Linked DNA regions of Mus musculus: region 1 is linked to region 2. Evidence: chromatin contacts called from public HiChIP or PLAC-seq data. All regions are on one chromosome and are shown on one strand. Each heading gives the region's core, a stretch centred on a gene start, on an enhancer-like site or on the middle of the called end of the contact. The rest is flanking DNA. Distances are from core to core; before and after follow the strand shown. Region 1 overlaps Mapk1ip1l (mitogen-activated protein kinase 1 interacting protein 1-like). Region 2 holds the start of Fbxo34 (F-box protein 34).

Region 1 (3,525 bases), core at 755-3,254, 150 kb before region 2:
TGTTCTACAGAAGGTTTAGTGTGGAAAGAACTATGCAAAGCCACCCCAGCTACTGAGCCTGTGGACTCAGCAATAAGACTTAAAATTCCAGCAACGATTCCTAACTTACGCTTTGTTCTTTTTTTATCTCTCCATGAGCTGTTATTAATCCACATGGTTTAAATACTTCTGGTAAAACTTGTAAAAGATTTCTAGTTCTGCCATGCTAAGTCCTGCAAAAAAAAAAAAATCCATATAATGAGAAATATATAAATGAGGATTATCTACATAGATCTGACACATGGTAGGGGAATTCATTATTCCTTGTAGGAGTACTTTCCATTGATATCTTTAGTGTGGCCCCCCTATTATTTACATAAGGTATTGAAAAAGCAAAACCTTTCCTCTGATTTCAATGAACAGGAGTGATTTAAAAAAAACAAAACAAAACAGTCTTGCCAATCAATTACAATTTACAGGCCAAGAAGAAGGTAATGTAGATGGCTGAGGAGTCCTGGTTACAGGGTTCCCATGGGATACATAGTAGAATTAACTCCCCTTCAGTCTGTTAACAACCTCCATTTCCCAGACTTCTTATTCACAAAAATAGGGGGGTTCCATGGAGATGTAGATGGTTCAATTTGCCCTTTTTGAAGTTGCTTCTCAACCACAGGTTGTGCGGCATCCAATTGCTGCTTTGTTCAGTCCAGAGGGGATACGTTTTTCCCATAGAATTTGTATAGACTACATCTATAGAGTATTAAATGTTAAATGAGCACCCCGTTGCTCCAAGACATCTCTTACAAAAATACTAACAGGTACTTGTAATAAGAAAGGTTTTAAAACAGCAGTTTGCCCATCTTCAGTAATCGAAGTAATCGAAGACATGATCTAAACACTTTGTTTAATAGAGATTAGAGGCTGAGAACCAATACCTTTTATTTCACAAGGTAGTTGTTGTACAGGCCAACTTAAAGGCCAGTCTTTTTCTGTAATTATAGTAATATCAGACCCTGTATCTATCAGACCAATAAAAGATTTACTATTAATAGAAATTTTTATTTGTGGCTGTTTCCCTTTATTCATAGTCCAAAAGACATTTGCCTGATTAGTACTTCCAAAACCCCAATATCATCATATTCTGATGATGAGTTGCATCAGAATATCCAATGAGTATATAAGGTAATAACAATAATTGAGCTATCCAATCTCCTTTCTTAAATTTGATAATCAACTAATGTAGCTATCATCATTTGAAGTCTTAATAGCATTAGTGTGTAGTAGGGGTTCTCTGGGTTTTCTGAAGAGGTGATTGTTAGTTGAGGGTAATATAATAAATACAGCAAGGATTGAACCCATATAATTGTTGACGTCAGGTCCTCCCCTGATTTACTAATTGAGCAAGAAGGGTACGGTGCGCGGTTAGCATTTTATGGCCTTTGGTATCAGTGAATCCATTCCAAAGGCTTATCCTCTGGTGCTATGTAACACCCAGAGTCAACAGTTCAGTGGGGAAAATAAGTTTAAAGGCAGTGAAGGCTCCACACTATGCACAAATGGTTTTGTAGTCTGGAATCAGATTTCTGCAGTTCTTCCTTTGCCTCTCCATAGGTGAGCGCTGTCCAATGCCATCTCTCCTTGTAGAATTTTACATAAATGGTTTTAGTGCATAGTTAGCTATTCCTAAAGAAGTGCATAGCTGATAACTATCTCCTAATGATCTTTGAAAGTTGTTTTTAAATTGTCTTGTCTAATAAGTTTCTTGTGGCTTAACAGTTCTATTAACTAGTGTTCCAAATATTGCATAGTATCTGTTCTGTGTACCTTTTCTGGTTCAATAAGATGCCCATTTGTATGTAGCATATCGTGAGTCCTGCCAACCGGGTTGGAGGTGCTAACGGTGTTTATGCATATAAGCCTAAGGGAAAGGCTGCCTCACCGGAACTAAAACCTCTCCTATGCAGTATTGACACATAGCAGGGGATTTTGTCAAGCCTTGAGATAATACAATCCATTGATAACGAGAGAATTCCAGGGAGGAAAAGAATTCTGTGTGCCCATTTTCCAGCTGTTCTGAGTGACTGGTGAAGACTCCGTAGCTTTGCAGCCAATTTTGCTCTGTGTCTGTAGGTTCGCACATTTCTACAAAATTTCAGAAAGTCAATAGCATTTCCCATCTGAGGTGTAATTAGTCCTTGGTGATCTTCATTGGATTATCAAAAGCCAGCTGTTGACTAAGAACTTGATCTTGCTCCTCTCTAACTCAGTTCTCAGGAGCATCTTTCTGGCTTCCTGTGAAAATCAGCATAGCACTCAGAGGGACCTTTTATTCATGTTACAGATAAGACAAGGGGTCAGATCCCGATGCTGTTTTTATCCAGGCAACTGTAGCTCGTCCTGAACGTGGAAGGGCTGCTGGAGGTATATCATGCGACTGATGCTTATTCTGGACACCAGGAATTCTTGCAGGCAATCTGATAGTTAGGACTGCAGTACTTGCGCTCCTCCTTTTTAAAGAAAATGATGTAAATGAGGTGGCTTAAAGTCTCACACAATCGCCAAATTTAATCGGAGCATCAGATAGTTTATACTCTGGCGTTTAAGAAGATTTATGTAAATGTACAATTATAAGCCTCACGTGGTGGAGCAAGCTGAAGGCAGCAAAAAACATTTTCCATAGAGGCATATAAAGAAATAACAATAGCCAGTTGTAATGAATAATCTGAAGTGAACTATCTGCTACATCTGGGAGGGGCACAAAAGCAGAATGTAAGAACAATTCCCTGTGTTTTGAAGAAACAGGTCACAAGACTCCTGTCTCGGTTTCTTGGAGTTTTCTTACAGGCACTCAGAAATCTCACATGATTCTAATTTTGAGCCCTGTTCTGACCGTTACTCTGCTGCTTCTGGTATTCACAGAGACCCACAATTATAGAAGTTGATTTTTTTTTCCCTTTTTTTTCTGTTGCAGTCTTACCATTAAGTTGACAGTGGATGAAGAGATGGCGCAATGCTTTTTGAAGTACATGTGTATGCACGAGAAAGCATATATAATGGCTGGTTTCGCTGTTGGTTGAGGGCATTTGTGAAAGAACTTTGCACCTCAGTTCCTGCTTCATGTGTTTGAATATGTAGAACATCACGTGGGTACAATCAGATAAATGTAGAAGCGAATCATTCAAGTGTGCTTAATGTGATTATGTGTATTGAATAACATTTGATAATATTTGTTTAAAGCATAGCTATGCCCTCAAAATCTAAATAACATGGATTATTGTTAGAATCTACATCTTAATTGACAACATCAAGTACTTTTTATAATCACACCACCACCACTACCACCGCACCCCACAGAACCAAGAACAATCACTTAATTGAAACATGACTCCTCAACATTTTGAGCTCCTCCTACCTACACAAACCTGGCCCTCTTACTATATTTATCTATTTAACTCTGTGTGTGTGTGTGTGTGTGTGTGTGTGTGTGTGTGTGTGTGTGTGTGTGTGTGTGTGTGTGTGTACGCGCGCGCTAAGTTTAATTCAACC
Region 2 (3,536 bases), core at 868-3,367:
GTGGATGCCAGCTGCCATGTTCATGCCTGTTCATGCCTTCTCTGCTTCAAATTGTGAGCAACATACCCCCCCTTAATGAAAATATCTCCATTTACTAACTTTATATTTTATGAGTGCTTTGCCTGCATCTATGTCTGTGCGTCATATCTGCCTGGTGCCTTTGGAGGCCAGAAGGTGTCAGAGCCCCTGAAGCTGTAGTTACAGCAGGTTGTGAGAGGTCATGTGAGTGCTGGGAACCAAACCCAGGTCCTCTGTGAGAGCAGCCAGTGCTCTTAACCACTGAGCCATCTCTCCAGCGCTACAAGATAAGTCCTTAATTTCTTAAGATGCTTTTGTTAAGTATTTTGATCATGGAAATGAGAAAGGGATACAGCCCAGGAAACCCGGTACATGCTAAGTAGCCCAGAGTGGCTTTGAACTGCCACAACCTCTTGTCTCAGCCTTCCAAATTCAGGGATTACAAATGTGTACTACCATGCTTGGCTTAGTTTTATATTTTAAAATTGCAAATTTGTGTGTGTGTGTGTGTATGGAGGGTTTTTCACATACTCCAGCCCACGCATGTGTGTGTGTGTGTGTGTGTGTGTGTGTATGTATGTGTGTGTGTGTGTGTATGTATGTGTGTATGTGTGTGTGTATTTGTGTGTGTGTGTGTATGTGTATGTGTGTGTGGTGTGTGTGTGTGTGTGTGTGTGTGTGTCTGTATGGGTGGTATTCACATACTCCGGCCCACATGTAGAGGACATCTTTTCATCCTACCAGGTGGGTCGTAGGGATTGAACTCAGGGTGTCAGGTTTAGTGTCAGTACCTTCATCTGCTGCAGCATCTCACTGGTCCTATTTCTACATTTTGATTCTTTAAGACTTCACACACACGTTTCACAAGAGGTTTTTTATTTTCTGATGTGAGGCTGTTTAAAAAATTTTGTGTGTATAGCTATTTTGCCTGCACATGTGTGCACCAGATGTGTGTCTTGGATCCCCTGGGACTGAAGTAACAGATAATTGTGAGCCACCACGAGAGTGCTGAGAATTGAACCTGGGTACTTTAGAAGAGCAGCTAGTGCTCTTAAGTGCTGAGTCTTCTTGTTGTTGTTGTTTTTTTTTTTTTTTCTTTCACTGATAAGTTTACAAGGCTCTTGTAGATTAGCAGTTTAACTTTAAAGTTTATGTACTTTCTGGTAGGTACTTCTGCCATAATTTTATGGAAAATATATTCTTTTGTAAAAATTTTTTTTATGTGTATAGTGTTTTGTCTCCGTGCATGCAGTGTTTGTGGAGGCCAGAAAAAGACGTCTGATTCCATGAGGCTGCAGTTACAGACAAGTTTCGAACCACCTTGTGGTGTGCTGGGAATTGAATTCCCCTGGAAGAGCAGCCAGTGTTCTTAACAGAGAGGACCCGCGCCCTGCTCCCGCTGATCCCAAATTTGCTTTGCCATTGAGGGTGACCATGAACCTGTGGCGCACCTGACATCACCTCCCAAACTCTGGGATTACAGATATGAAGCAACATGCCCAGTGTGTAGGACATCAGGATCAAACCCAGGGCCATGGGCTTGCTAAATAGCTCATTTTAAAAATTTGAAATAGATGAGCCGGGTGTGGTGGCACACGCCTTTAATCCCAGCGCTCGGGAGGCAGAGGCAGGCGGATTTCTGAGTTCGAGACCAGCTTGGTCTACAAAGTGAGTTCCAGGACAGCCAGGGCTATACAGAGAAACTCTGTCTCCTAAATAAATAAATAAATAAATAAATAAATAAAATAAAATAAATAAAAATAAAAATTGAAATAGAACCATACGCTAGTGGTAGAACCAAGATTAGAACCCAGACATGTTGGATATCTAACAGGGTCAAACGTATTAAGGCTTCTGGAGCACCTGGGAGTGTTAATGAACTTGTCACTCTAACTGTGCTCTAGGGTTAGGGTCCTTGTTGTGCAGTGACACTCAAACTCCCCAATCTCCCGCCACACCAGGCTTGTAGGCGCTTGTCCTGGCAGCTCCCATCTCTCCCCACAGCGCTCGCGGCCGCCCGCAGGGGGCGCTGGCGCACGCAGGCTTTGCGGCCCCGCCCCCGGGCAACCGTCGATTGGGCCGGCGCGTGATGTCACGCCGGTTTAGCCAACAAATGGGTTTCGGGGCGAGCGTTGGGCTCCGCCGCTCAGCGCTGAGCTCCTGGTCCGCCTCAGTGTCGGGGAGCGAGTCAGGCCTGCCGCCGCCGCATCGGGCTGCCGCAGCCCCGGGCCAGGCCCTGGCCCGGCAGAAGCACAGGTGGGCCGGGCGAGGGCGCGGGGCTGCGGGGCGCGGGGCAGGTGGACACCGTGGCGGCTCCCGCTGCTCCCCGCGGCAGGGCCGAACGTTGGGGGCGGGGACCGCGGCTCGCCGTGCTCGGGGTGCCGCCGCCGCAGCGTCCTCCAGAGAGCCGTCCTCGCGGCCTGGCCCCGAGGTCGTGCGCCCGGCTGCTCCCTGGGCCCGGAGTCCGGCGACCCAAGCTAGGCCGCCGCGGGTGGGCTGCGTGCGGGGCGCGGGGCTCCGGGTGTCCCCGTGCAGGTGAGCGGCGCGTCTCCTCCACCCTCCCCGGGGGGCCCTGGCGTGCGAGCCTGCGGTGGTGAGGTCACAGTGCCGAGGCTCGGCGTGCGGGTGATGTCAGGGCTCTACCGAGACAGACCGTGATGTCACTGCAGGCCCCGAGTGGCGACCTTGGCGCGCGGAAGGGCTGGGAGGACCCGCGGGGAGAAAAAGGAAGTTCGGTCCTAGCAGATTTGAACCAAAATCTTGGGATCTCGGCTTCGTACAGTTTGGATGTAATAATTGTCAGGTGCTTAAACTTCATTTCGGAGAGCATCGGTAGTAGTACAGTTTAAGGACATTCGGTTTAGATATGAGGGATCTTGGGGGTTGGGCGTGGAAGGGGTATTAGGGTGTTCACTGTGCCTTCAGGAAGCTAAACTCAGTTTGATGGTTTGATGTAGCAGTTGCTGGGAAAGGGTGCGCGGGGGCTGAACCAACTGGAGGGCTGATAATTTAGTTGGCTTTATCTTTTTTTTTTTTTTTTTTGCCAGTGATCTGCTTGTTAGCGAATGACCAAGGCAAGCAGATCTTGAATGAACTTTGTCTTGCAAAGAAGGGGAGCTTGAATCAATCCAACATTTTTCTTAAATAATAATCCCCCGATGATGTAATTTATCCTGGTGTTTCTTGCCCCCCCCTCCCCCGTTTTATCAGGGACATTTGTTTTTTTCTGTGATTATAGCTCAGCAATAAGCCTCTGCTTTGCAGCCCACCCCCACCCCAAGACTAGGCTGTAACGTAATATAACACATCTGAGGACTACCTTTGGGGTCAGGCGACTTACATTTTGTCAGTAGTGCTTCCGAATGTGAAATGATAAATTTTAGCAGGTGATTTTGTGAATGTTGATTTTTCTCAGGCTTTGAAAAGATAGTAGACCTGCATAGAAGCACTGGCGCACTGGCGGTCAAGCACACATCTCTTGACTGCCCGTAGTGACACGAGGGCCCAGAAGCAGTTAC

Evidence for each region. HiChIP or PLAC-seq counts read pairs in DNA pulled down with a chosen protein or histone mark.
Region 1: an H3K27ac HiChIP or PLAC-seq map of extraembryonic endoderm stem cells shows a contact between it and region 2. The contact joins the enhancer-like site here to the promoter of Fbxo34 in region 2. A contact is called at or near these places in 2 of 39 promoter capture datasets (hippocampal neurons and pre-B cells), 1 of 484 Hi-C or Micro-C datasets (uterus), 4 of 115 datasets of contacts at active chromatin or transcription factors (embryonic stem cells, extraembryonic endoderm stem cells, intestinal villus epithelium and 1 more) and 4 of 9 other capture datasets (adipose tissue, embryonic stem cells, liver and 1 more).

The regions. Positions count from the first base shown.
Region 1 is chr14:47,316,462-47,319,986 of GRCm38.p6, forward strand. It overlaps Mapk1ip1l (mitogen-activated protein kinase 1 interacting protein 1-like), which reads left to right. Exons shown (of 4, transcript NM_178684.6): 4 at 2,951-3,525. The coding sequence ends at 2,962. Among named protein-coding and RNA genes, the nearest start is that of Mapk1ip1l, 20 kb to the left of the region's middle. Within about 2 kb of position 2,005, at least 2 of the 459 cell types and tissues checked have an H3K27ac peak or open chromatin away from gene starts, as enhancers often do. A contact at or near this core is called in extraembryonic endoderm stem cells, where this site is marked.
Region 2 is chr14:47,470,444-47,473,979 of GRCm38.p6, forward strand. Fbxo34 (F-box protein 34) reads left to right here and starts at 2,118. Exons shown (of 3, transcript NM_001146086.1): 1 at 2,118-2,274.